Regions from separate parts of the Sus scrofa genome. Here region 1 is linked to region 2. The links are chromatin contacts, called in public Hi-C maps. All regions are on one chromosome and are shown on one strand. The core of a region is the stretch at or near the end of the contact, and the rest is flanking DNA. Distances in the headings are between cores, read along the strand shown. Region 1 overlaps RNF216 (E3 ubiquitin-protein ligase RNF216). Region 2 overlaps LOC102161175 (a long non-coding RNA gene).

Evidence for each region. Hi-C and Micro-C count contacts between places; a contact is called where the count stands out from the background.
Region 1: a contact with region 2 is called in a Hi-C map of retroperitoneal adipose tissue, with 1.9 times the contacts expected there. A contact is called at or near these places in 4 of 5 promoter capture datasets (fetal liver, fetal skeletal muscle and liver), 30 of 47 Hi-C or Micro-C datasets (adipose tissue, alveolar macrophages, blood and 15 more) and 2 of 2 datasets of targeted methods (alveolar macrophages and skeletal muscle).

What each region holds. Positions count from the first base shown.
Region 1 is chr3:4,206,046-4,212,476 of Sscrofa11.1, forward strand. The region is part of intron 13 of RNF216 (E3 ubiquitin-protein ligase RNF216); the gene reads right to left. Among named protein-coding and RNA genes, the nearest start is that of FSCN1, 75 kb to the left of the region's middle.
Region 2 is chr3:4,102,784-4,109,426 of Sscrofa11.1, forward strand. It overlaps LOC102161175 (a long non-coding RNA gene), which reads right to left. Exons shown (of 3, transcript XR_001307295.2): 1 at 5,635-6,643; 2 at 3,960-4,110; 3 at 1,510-1,998. Among named protein-coding and RNA genes, the nearest start is that of ACTB, 16 kb to the left of the region's middle.

The sequences.
Region 1 (6,431 bases), core at 2,671-5,170, 100 kb after region 2:
CTGACTAGCATATACTCACTCAGTTCTCACCAAGGAGCTTGTCTCACAAAACCCAAACCATGAAATTGGTGGAGCTGGAGACCAGGTATATTAGTCTTTTTAGATCTGGTGTCCAGGTCTTATTAGGCTCATTTTAACTTTAGGATCCATGGTTTATGAGAAGTTGTCAGTGTGCTTTTATGAAACTGCTGTCAAGAAAACAAGACTTAGGAGTTCCTGCTGTGTCACAGTGGGTTAAGATTCCGACTACAGCAGCTAGGGTTGCTGCAGAGGCATGGGTTTGATCCCCGGCCCAGTGCAGTGGGTTAAAGGACCTGGTATTGCTGCAGCTGCTGCACAGGTCACAGCTGCAGCTCAGATTTAATTCCTGGCCCAGGAACTTCCACATGCCACAGGTACAGAGGAAAAAAAAAAAAAAAAAAAAAAAGACTTAAAAAGGAAGCCGTATCACGGACACATAGGATCTGGAACTATAATAGCAAATGCATGATTACTAATAGGAGCAATCACGTGGAGCCTGGATTTACCTCTGTCTCCTCATTTGATGAATAGAAGGTAAAACTGGGCTATTTACTCTCCTGTAAGAAAACTGAAAAGGCTCACAAAGCAACCCCAGATCGTTAGCAACTACAGCTTAAGACGATTCTACTCAATCTCAGTAACTCACCTCTTGAAAATGGATTTTTTTTTTTTTTTTTTTTTCTTTTTAGGGCCACACCTATGGCATATGGAGGTTCCCAGGCTAGGGGTCAAATCAGAGCTGCAGCTGCCGGCCTATGCCACAGCCACAGCCACTCGGGATCCAAGCTGAGTCTGCAACCTACACCACAGCTCATGGCAACTCCGGATCCTCAACCCTCTGAGTGAGGACAGAGATGGAACCCATAACCTCATGGATCCTAGTCCGGTTTGTTAATCACTGAGCCCTGAAGGGAACTCCCAATGGAGTCATTCTTGAAGAAAACATAAGAAGTTTAGTTTTTATGTGGTGGATCTGGGGAATTCTCTTGGTGGTGTGGTGTGAACTTGTTAGCCTAAAGCGCTCAGGGAGACGTGGGATCTGGGGGTGTGGGAGGCTTTGGCACGCAGAGGGCACTGAAAGGCAGCCTGGATGAGATCAGCCACAGTGACTGAGGACAAGTGCAAAGGGGCTCAGGTCAGAGCCCTGGGCTGCTCCAGGCATGGCATGCAGGGCAGAGAGGGAGAGCTAGGAAGCTCTGAGTGGTGGGGGTCTTTAGGATACCAGGTTGAGTTTCTCAAAGACAAAGATGAAAAACGGAACGAAAAAGAGTGGCCTGGCGATCTCTCTCTCCTGGACTAGTGAACACCACACTCGTCTCTTTCTGCCTGAGTCCTGAGGCACATCCTACCTGCATTTCTCTCTGGTGATGTCTCGTCCATGTCACCAGAGAATTTCTGTCATTCTGTAGTCCTACAGTGATAGGCATCCGAGGCCCTGCTAGTTTCAAGCTTCCTGGAATTAAGAGAGATACGAGCAACTGGCTCAACTTTTGAGCCCCATCCAGCCAAGAGATGACACTCAGATAATTCTTCGCTCAAATTTTGTTAATTATTAATGGGTTAGAATTGCATCATTCATGTAACATAAGATCACAAAAGTTGATAGCAGCTTCCTGGAACTACCATCTTCAGCTCTAATTTACAGAAAAAGGAACTCCTAGGTGGATAGCCAACTGGAATGTATCATTAGTGTCTTTCCAGCAGAGTTGGGCTTAAGGCAAGGTAGTCGGGGCTTGGAGTATATATGTATATTCAGAACACGGCCTCCACAGAGTTGTTAAAACCGGGGGGTACAGCTCATGCGACCTCCCCCTTTTTTTGTTTGTTTTAGTTTTGGTCTTTTTGCCTTTTCTTGAGCCACTCCTGCGGCATATGGAGGTTTCCAGGCTAGGGGTCGAATCGGAGCTGTAGCCGCTGGCCTACACCAGAGCCACAGCAGCTCGGGATCTGAGCCATGTCTGCAACTTACACCACAGCTCACGGCAACGCCGGATCCTTAACCCACTGAGCAAGGCCAGGGATCGAACGCGTCACCTCATGGTTCCTAGTCGGATTCATTAACCACTGAGCCACGATGGGAACTCCTATTTTTTTTTTTTTTCCGAGTTTTTTTTTTTGTTTTTATTTTTAGGATCATACTTGTGGCATACTGAGGTTCCCAGGCTAGGGGTCAAATCAGAGCTACGGCTGCCAGCCTACACCACAGCCACAGCAACGCAGGATCTGAGCCACGTCTGTGACCTACACCACAGCTCACGGCAATGCCAGATTCTTACTTAAGCCACTGATGGACGCCAGGGATCGAATCCGCAACCTTACGGTTCCTAGTCGGATTTGTTTCCACTGCGCCACAAGAGGAACTCCCACGTGACTATTTTTGATGCTGAAGCTGGTAATGATTTCTGGAAAACATGGGAGGAGAACGGGTTCCTGGAGGCGCGGCGAAAACAGCCAATGAGAACATTAAAGCAGGATGGGGAGGAAAGCAATTCTTCACATCCTTTCCCTTCAGTGGCTGCCTTCTCCCCACCACTCCTGTGACAAGCTCTGCTTATCTGCATTTCTCTGTCTTCTTGCTTGCCTCTCAACCCTGCTCTTTTCTCCAATGATGTTCACCTCCCCTTTCAGAACTGGACTTTTGGAGTTTCTACTGTGGCTTGGCAGGTTACGAACCTGACTAGGGACCATGAGGATGAGGGTTGGATCCCTGGCCCCGCTCAGTGGGTTAAGGATCTGGCGTTGTCGTGAGCTGGGGTGTAGGTCACAGACACCGCCTGGATCCCACGCTGCTGTGGCTGTGGCGTAGGCCGGCAGCTGCAGCTCTGATTAGACCCCTAGCCTGGGAGCCTCCACAAGCCGCAGGTGCGGCCTTGAAAAGCAAAAACAAACACATACCCAAAAAACAAAACACAAAAGAACTGGACTTATACGAGGAGAGAGAGGGCACATGTGAGCCTTTCCCTTGAGCAGTGTGCTGCCCTGTTCCTTTGAATGTGGCCCCTGTTCCCTTTTTCGGACCCTTCAGGACAATGCAGTCTCTCTAGTTTTCCTTTTCCTTCCTGTTCCCCGAGACAGACACAAAGGGTTGTTCTGTTGGAAGGACTGTACAGCTTACCATGCTGGGTAGACAGACAGCAGAGAAAAAAGGAGATACTGGAGCTCCCATTGTGGCTCAGTGGTAACAAACCCAACTCGTATCCATGAGGACGTGGGTTCGAACCCTGGCCTCGCTCAGTGGGTCAAGGATCTGGCGTTGCTGTGAACTACAGTGTAAATTGCAGACTTGGCTTGGATCTCATATTGCTGTGGCTGGTAGCTGCAGCTCCAATTCAACCCTTGGCCTGGGAACCTCCATATACTGTGGGTACGGCCCTAAAAAACAAAACAAAACAAAATCTCCCTCCCAAACAAACCCCCCCTCACAATAAACAGTAAAGGTACACTTTCAATCTTTGCCTCCTTGCTCCTTAAATGGAACAAAAAGGAAAGTCTCTCTTGGGAGCTGGTGACATGACGGAACACAGGGTCAGAAAAGGGAGGAAAAAATGTCAACCTGACACGGGGGCATGATAAGAAGTGCAACTGGGATTTCAAGCTATGGCACAGGTCACAGCTGCAGTTCCAATTCAATCCCTGGCCCGGGAACTTCCATACGCCGTGGGTGCGGCCAAAAAAATAAAAAATATGTAAAAATAAAAAAAGAAGTGCAAGTGGAAGAGTCCTAGTTTGAAAGTCACAGAAACAGGAACATAGAGGCCTGTCTCGATACAGAAACGCTTGGGGCTGTGGCCCTCCCAGGGCCTCGCTCCTTCCACGCTCCCACTTGACAGGCTTTGGCAGCTCCAGCTATGGCCTCAGTTCTTCCACACTTTTGTTACAGGAAACAGTAAGACAGTACGTATTTGGTTAGTATGTTAACCATCTGATGTCTCCAGGAACTATTACCCTCATACCCCTACACACATGGCCACATGGCTCCCCCTACTTTTTTATGGTCTTTTTAGGGCCCACCCACAGCATATGGAAGGTCCCAGGCTAGGTGTTGAATTGAAGCCGTAGTTGCTGGCCTACGCCACAGCCACAGCAATTCAGGATTCGAGCCATGTCTGCGACCTATACTGTAGCTCATGGCAACGTCAGATCCTGAACCCACAGAACGACTGCACGTCCTCATGGATACTAGCTGGGTTCATTGCCACTGAGAACAATGGGAACTCCCCACACAGCTCTTTATCCAGTTGAAAACCAGTCCTGTCCCTTAGACATATAAGCAGTCTGGTTTAAATCAATGATTTTTTTTTTTCTTTGTTTTTTGAGTGCCACACCCTCAGCATATGGAAATTTCCAGGCTTGGAGTTGAATCAGAGTTGCAGTTGCCAGCCTACACCAGAGCCACAGCAATGCCAGATCTGAGCCGTATCTGCGACTTACACCACAGCTCATGGCCACGCTGGATCCATAACCCACTGCGCAAGGCCAGGGATGGAACCTGAATCCTCATCGATCCTAGTCGAGTTCCTTACCGCTGAGTCACAACGGGAACTCCTAATCAGTGATTTCTGTTCTGTGGGAATAATACTATAAACAACATCAGAGAACACTTTAAAGCGGAGAAGTGGCTACGGATGGTTTCCTCAGAGGATGGTTACCTAGTTTCTCGCCTCTCAAAGGATGTGCAGCACTGTCCTTCGGTGGCGGGGGGCAGGGGGCCTGTTAGCGATGCAGAAAATCAGGCTCCACTCTAGACTTACTAAGCGGAGTTGTATTTTGATCAGATCACTACGTGAGTCCAACGCACAGGAGAGTCTGAGAAGCCTTGGCTGCTTCTTACACAGGTCTTGGTTTTGCTGATCCTTTTGATACCTCTACTCAGACGAGAAAAGAGTCAGGCTATCTGGGGTCTTCAGTGGATCAGTTTCGGCCACTGGCAATTTTTAGGGAAGCTGACTCTACTCACTATCCACTCTTTCGCACGGCTGCGGGGACTGGCAGAACCTACTCGATGCTCACGAAACCATCACTCCACCCAGCTGCAAGCGAAAGGTCAGCAACGCGTCCAACAGTAGGAGACAAAAGGTAAGAGAGAGTAAAGTGACAGGAAGGGCTAGCAGTGAAATCTCCAATTCCTCACGTTGGTAAACCAAACCTGAAGTTTCTTCTCGACCTTTCCAAACACTGCTGTTGAAAGCATGACCGTGAACGACGCATTTTGGAAACCACCTTGTAAACAAACGATGCTGGCACAGGGTCTCCAGGACTGTACATACACTGTGCCGGGCACGCACTCGCCCGACCGTAAGGGCTGCTTGCTGGTGCAGAGAAGGAGGCAGGACTTGCCTGATGCTGTGTGGAGGAAGCTGCCAGGAAGAGACATTTGGAACCAGGGAGAGTGTTGAAGTGATTGGTGATAAGGACAAACGGGCCTTTATTTTCCTGTTCGCTTATTCTTGGATTTAAATTTTCAGTACAGTTAGTCACTCAAGTAGAACACAAACTTTAGGATATCACTATCTCAAACACCATCAAAAGTGTTTGCTCAGGGAGAAAATAATCAATGGGGCACCCTTACCACTTGACCCCACCTCCACTTTTCCATTCCTTTTCCTCATGTTCAAAAATCCAAAGGTTACCTTTGGAAGCAAAAGTGCAACTAAGTGCTATAAATGGGTCTTGTAACACAGTATGTTGCAAATGTGACTTCCCTCTAGAATCTTTCTTAAGCTGTCTTTCAGCCTTTATCCATAGCCCCAGTCTCAGTTCCAGTTAACGCGGCCTACCCAGGAGGAACCTACCCTGCTGGCTGTATAAGGAGCCTGATCAGGGCCTTCCTGGAAGGCAAGCAGAGTCCAGCCCAGGAAGGTAGCACTGAAGGTCTACCCAGTAGGAAACCACACCACTCATGCCCCCTCCCCAGAAGGCCTACAGTGATCCCCTGAACACCTGGCCCCACAAAGAGCTGCCAGGGTTGTAGCCTGCCCTGGTGTTGCCAGTATCTTTGTTTTTCATCCTTAATTCCTTCCTTACAGCAACTGCTCCAAACAACAACATATGGACCATAGGATGAAACCTCACCAGAAGCCACTGCCTTCTGCCAGGCTTCCCAAGCTTTGCTCTACCTAGCTGCAACTGCCCTGGGCCCAGACGGAGGATGGATAGCCGGGAAATACACAGGGACATATCTGCTTAAGCTCTAATAGGCATGTCTTTGGCTCAGTGGTGAGCCCAATTACGACCACTCCTGTCTTATATGGCTTTCCCAACTCACAGAGACAGGCTAAAAAAGACAGGGTTTTTTAATTTTTATTTTTCATTGTTTTAAACAGTGGCCATTATGGACTGAATTGTTTTCCCTCCTAAACTCAGATGTCCTAATGCTCAGTACCTCGGAATGTGACTCTGTTTAGAGACAG
Region 2 (6,643 bases), core at 1,903-4,402:
TTCTACTTCGTGGGAGTGCGTGTGCATTTTGTTTTTCTTTCTCAAACTCTTGCGTGTAGGCGATTTAAGCATGTGCATTGCGATGCCCCTAGGACTGGGGGTACCCGCTCCTATTTGTACTTAGGCCCCTAGCAATGCCACTAAGCTCCCCTGACCAGGGGCGCGCGCGCGTTCCTTTTGCTCACAGCCTGTTTCCCATCTGTTAGACCGGGAGATGCTTTGCATCACCTGAGTTTGTGCAAACGTCAAGCACAACAGCCAGCCGGGGCCAGGGGAGCCCGCAGCTCAGACCCAAGCCTGCCCTGCCCTCCAAAGATCGCTCCGAGGCCCAGCCATCTGGAGGCCAGGAAACAAACAGTGGGTGCTCCATAAATGCAGCTCGGCGCCCTTGGGAGTGTGACTCATCTCTGTCCTGGCCCTGGGCTGGGAAGCAGGGCCTTTGGGTGTCTTCTGGTTCCACCCCGCGGTGGTGCCATGTCCGCTGAGCAGGGCTCGGCCCCTCTCCGGGCCTCAGTTTCCCCCTCGGTAAATCGGGGAGGCTGGGCCTGGCCGGCTGGGGTGGGGGCGGGGAGGAGGGGCAGCCCCGGGGGCAGCGCCCGCAGCGCCTCGGCCGCCGGTGCCCCCTCCCCAGGCTCCCCGCCGCCCCTCGGCCCCCCGGGCGGCCACGTCCGCCGCGCGCCAGGCGGCCAAAAAAGGCAAAGGGCGGCGGGGCGCGCCGCCAAACTTAGTCATCCGGCCCGCGGGCCGCCGGGCGCGCGCCGCGCTCAGCTTCCTTCCCGAACTTCCCGTGTTCCGAGGGGCCCCCCGAGGGGTCCGAGGTGCGGCTGCGCCTTTCGAAACGTCCCCGCTTCTCGGAAGGGCCTGCAGCTGCCGGGCCCGGGGGTGGGGCGCCCTCGGGGGAGGCTGGGGGCTTGGCCTGGGGGCGCCCCTGCCCGGTGTCCCCCGCCCCGCTCCCCCAGCCGGGTCGTGGCCCTTTAACCCCGGAGCTGCCGGCCAGCCGGCCCGGAGGGTGACCTGCAGAAGATGCCTGCGATCTCAGCGACGCCCCAGGGAGAAAAGTGCAGGCACAGTCAGGTCCAGTTTGTAAAATGGACCAACGGCCGGTGAAGCCGGCCAACGGCCGCCGGCAGGAGCCAGGAGAGATAAGAGGAGTGTGGGCTGAAAGAGGTGACCAGTGCTCCCGTCCCCGGCCAGGGGATGAGCCTGGGAGTGCCCAGAGCGCAACCTCCGGCTGCCCGGTCAGGTCCCCGCAAGGCCAAAGCTGACCAGTGGTGTCAGGCTGGGGTCGTCCAGGGTGGGGGGTGGTATGGGGGGGTATGGGAGGATGGGAGCCTTCCAGGGTGGAAAATTTCCGTGTACTAATTTTCTTTTCTTTGTCTTTCTGTCTTTTCTAGGGCTGCACCCGCGGCACTTGGAGGTTCCCAGGCTAGGGGTCCAATCAGAGTCGCAGCCACAAGCCCAGGCCACAGCCACAGCCACGCCAGATCCGGGCCACGTCTGCGACCTACACCCCGGCTCACAGCAACGCCAGATCCCCAACCCACTGAGTGAGGCCAGGGATCGAACCCGCAACCCCACACAGTCCCTAGTCAGATTCGCTAACCACTGCGCCAGGTCAGGAACTCCCTGTGTGCTACTTAGGGTGGCGACCCCACAGCTGTACACCCAGGAGCCAGCTGTACACCCTCAGCTGGTGACCTGTAGGTAAATTACCCCCCACTGCAGAACTGTAAAAAAAAGAACAGGAACACAGGACACTCCCATTTATCGTTTAGGGACGTCCAGGTAGGGACAAAGGCCACAAAACAGACAGGAAGGGGCCAGCACAGCTTCAGGGTGGAGGTGGGAGGGGGCATGGAGAGCGGCAGTCTACCAATCCTGATATCCTGTATTTCTTTGCGCAAACAGAGCTGAAGAAGATCCGGTGAAATGATTCCCAGAGCTGAGGCTGCCTTGTGCTCTTCTCTGTACTTTTCTGTATAGTTGATATAGTTCCCACTTTTCAAAAGGAGGGGAAAAAAGCACAGAGCTGGGAGTTGGACGTGGTCAGCCTCTTTGACCCTCAGGGTTTTTTAAAATTTGTTTTTGTTTTTTGCTTTTTAGGGCTGCACCTGCGGCATATGGAGGTTCCCAGGCTAGGGGTCGAATCGGAGCTGTAGCCGCCGGCCTACACCACAGCCACGCCAGATCCTTAACCCACTGAGCGAGGCCAGGGATCGAACCGGCAACCTCATGGTTCCTAATTGGATTTGTTTCTGCTGCACCAGAACGGGAACTCCGACCCTCAGTTTCTTCTGTACAATGGGCCAATGTGATAATCCCTCTGGGGCAAACTTACTAGAACCATCTGAGGTGGTGCAGGCATGAGCCCCTGGCACACAGTGGGTGGGTGCCGGGCAAAGGGGGCTGGCGTGGACTCTCCTTTCCCTCAGCATCTCCAGGAGAAGGGAGAATTTGCAGGGGCGGGGGCCAGGGTGGGAAGGTCTTCAGGCCACTGCTCCCTTCGGCTCATGGCCTGGCCTGGCTGGACAGGCTTGTGTTTCTGAGAAATGGGGCCAGCCAACCCCATGCTCTGCCTGTCCTGTCCTGTCCTGAGTCCTGTCCCTGGGGCGAAGGTCACTCCAGGTGAGGCTCAGGCTCAGCACACCCAGCAGGACACAAGCCAGCAGGGCACCAGGCCTTGGATTCCAGCTTCTGTGGCCCTGAAGGACACATGGGTGGGTGCCAGCTGGACAGTCCTGGAGCCCTGCCCCAGGAGGCCCGTTGATGGAGCACAGCCCCAAGAGCTCCAGAGCCCCGCTGTGGGCAAGCCCCGCCGCAGGGAGGAAGGGAGGAGGGCATGGGGTTGAGAAAGGGCATCCGGGAAGGGAGAGGGAAGAGAAAGAGGAACGACCATCAGCTTCTCCTCCCGGGACTCAGGAGCACCCCCAGGTGCGCGGACGGGTCTCCATGACCCTGACGGGGAGGGGAAGGAAGACCCCCAAATGCTGCAAGGTTAAGGGACGAAGTCAAGGAGACCCAGCTGAGATTGGCAGGCATGAGCAAGAGAGAGACGGACAGAAGCCTGGCCAGGGGACCACAGAGTAGGCTGGAGACGGACTGCAGGGGAGGCCCCGGTGCACAGAGGTGACAGTCGATGGAGAGGCAGACACCTCTCTCGGGTGCCCTCTAGTGGGGACATTCTCTTCCCTGGCAAGGTGGACCTGTGAGGTCCCCATGGGATGCATTAGGGATGGGCTGGATGCTCCCTGTGGGGCCCAGACCTCCACAGGCACCCCCATGCATGGCACCCCTTTCCCAGCCCTCCCTCGCCTCCGCAGGCCCTGCCTCACCCCAGGCCCTGCCTCACCCCAGGCCCTGCTGGACAAGAACTGGCAACAGGAAAGCATCAGGCCAGAGGAGCGCCCTCAGGTACCCCAGGGCCCAGGCGTCATCCACCCACCACCAAACGCTCCAGCTGCCGCCTCCCAGCCACCCTATGGGAGTGGCTCTTTCTCTCCCCCTTTTCCGATTGGGAAACTGAGGTCTAGAGGGTACCAGGCATGCCGGCCTCTCACACACACCCGCGCACCGTGATACTGGGTGCCCTGAATCTCCACACCTGCTGGGATGCAGGTGAAGGTGAGAATCCGGGTTTCTCAGCCTCCCCCGCTGGCAAAAGCAGCCCCTCATCCAGTATTGGAGAAATCGAACCTGCCCTGGCTGAAGATGCTGTAATACCCTCACCTGAAGGGACCCACTGGCAGGTTCTGGCCCCAGAACCAGCGTCAGATTTCAGCATGCCCCAGGAGCCCAAAGGTCAAGGTTAACCCTGGGGGAAACAATTTATGTTCCAAGAGAGACAAACATTGCTAATTTCCACCAGCAGGTACCTAGGAGCTCCAGAGAGATGGGCTCTACTGTATTAGGCCCACGGGGTGACACGGGCGCACTGTGACACTGGATTGGGCTGGACTTACAGGCATGGGCGCACATCCCAGACAGAATGTAATGTGTCAGCTGGTGTAGCTGGAAGGGCCTCCAACAATTTGCTGGTTCTGTTGTCTGAAGTTGCAATCCCTCAGTGGCCTGCATTTAGCAAGGCAGACATGGCAGAACTTCCAGATGTCACTGGAGGAAGAATCCAAAGAGGGTGATTTATCAGGTGTGACCTGTGTGCCTCTGAGAAGTCTATCAGCAAGGCAGTGCCCGCATCCCCAGACACCCACTGGCGATCCTGTGTGGGCCAGCGGGATGGAGTGATGCCTCACTGCCATGGGCTCCTGATCTCAGGGGGCTGATGTTACCTGGAATGACAGAGGCTGAGATGCAACCCTTAAGCGTTAGAGACAAGGTGGGCAAATTATAGAGACAAACTTATTTCCAGAAAGTTCTGACCTGCAGGGATTTGTGGTGGAGGCTAATGGATGGTGTTTCTTTTTTCTTTTTTTCCTTTTTAGGGCTGCACCTGTGGCATATGCAAGTTTCCAGGTTAGGGGCGGAATTGGAGCTGCAGCTGCCGGCCTACACCACAGCCACGGCCATGCCAAATCCAAGCCACATCCTCGATCTACACCCCAGCTTGTGGCAATGCTGAGTCCTTCACCCACTGAGCAGGGTGAGGGATTGAACCTGTGTCCTCACGGATACTAGTCGGGTTCCTAACCTGCTGAGCCACATGGGGAACTCCTGATTCTGCCTTTAAAGGAAAGGAAATTTTGCCCCATGCTGCAAGGGGAACCTCGAGAGCATTATGCTCAGTGAATAAAGCAGTCATAAAAGGACAAATTCTGTGTGATTCCACTTACATGAACCAGCTAAACTAGTCAAACTGATAGAAACAGAAAGTAGAAGGGTGGTTACATTGTCTGGGGGGAGGGTGAAAAGGGGAATTTATTGGGTAGAGAGTTTCAGTTTTGCAAAGTGAAAAAGTTCTGGAGAGCCGTTTCACAACAGTGCGAAGGCTCTTAACACTGCTACAGTTAAAATGGGCTAAAAAGGCAAATTTTATGTATATTTTACCACAATTTAAAAAATACAGTCCTGTCATGGCTCAGTGGTTAACAAACCCCAACTAGTATCCATGATGACGCGGGTTCGATCGCAGGCCTCACTCAGTGGGTTAAGGATCGGGCGTTGCTGTGGCCGTGGTGTAGGCTGGCAGCTGTAGCTCCAATTACACCCCTAGCCTGGGAACCTCCATGGGCAGCGGTGCGGCCCTAAAAAGACACCAAAAAAAAAAGGTAAAAATAAATGAAAATAAAAAATACAGTATGCACACAACTCACAGGCTTAATTTAATTTAATTTTTTTTTTTTTTAAAGCATGATTCTGAGAAGGGGCGCCGAAGCATCGTCATTTGCTAGACAGATCTGTAAGGTCCACAAACGGCACGCGAAAGGTTAAGAGCCCCGGCGCCTCCTATTGGCCGAACCTAGCAGGAATTCCGGGGCGACCAGGGATTCTGGGAATCGTAGTTTACAGCCCCTGGCCGGAGCCTCGCTGCTAAGGGTGGGCTTGGAGCTGGGAGACAATGGCTCTGAGACCGACATCCGGGCCCACGGGGGATTCGTCGCCTGCACGCTGGGCACACCTGACCCCGTGCAGCTCAAGGCAGCAGCCTGTCACACGTTCACACATACCGAGCACACACACCTGTCCATTTGCACCTGCACATCTTTTCCAATACAAGAAACCTCCGCATTCTCCCCAGACACATCCCCGCTGGAGCAGAGGCCTTGGCAGTGACCTTGGGGAGGAAGCGAAGAGTACAGACGCCCTGGGGAAGAAAGTGCCAGGCACAGACAGTGCAAAGTCCCTGAGGTGGGCGCCTGCGGACCACCAGGATGGCTGGGGGAGAACGGTAGGGGATGAGGTGGGGTTGGCCTCGTCGGCCACGTAAGGGCGCTTAGACAGACCAGTGGCCGGCTCTCCCAGGTGGGCGCTGGTCCGCTGCTTAGAGATCTGAATGACACTTATTGTTCTCACCACGGCTGCAGCGGAGGCCTCGGAAGTGACTCAGCGGAATTCCTGGGAGCTGGGGGTGGGCCCGCTGGGCAAGGGGCGTTGCCCGCGCAGAGGCCACACCCCCACGCTCTGGCTGGGGGCGGGGCACACCCACTCTGGTGTTCTCCGCCCCACCCCCTCCTGGCTTTGGCCGGCACCGGCGGGAACCGAGAAAAGAAGGGTGGGAGCACAGCTGGAGGGTTCAGGGAAAGGGGGGGCGAGCAGGAAACCTGGCCGGGGGGCATGGGCGGGGACTTCTCATCTTTCCGGAACTTCCATTCTTAAGACCAGATTTAGGTGAGGGGCGCAGACTAGAAGAAACTGGGGTGGGGTGGCGGCTGACTGTTTCAATCCCGGGCGCCCTGGCCTTTGGCAGGGGTCTGGACTCCCTGAGTGACTCAGCCGGGTCAGGGCCTCTCTGGGACAACTTCCTCTAAATAAAGGGTATTATTCAATAAGCAGGCCTTCAGGGATAATCATATATTATTTGCTCGTGGCAGACTACGTTCCCGCCTCGGTCCGGGGCAGGCTTGAGTTAAGAAGGTCTGATCACTGGACCAGGGCTGCGACACAAATATTCTGAGAACTGAGCCACATTTTCCCAATGCATAAAACGGGTATGATGACTCCAAGAATGAGGAGACTTGCTGGAGTTAGC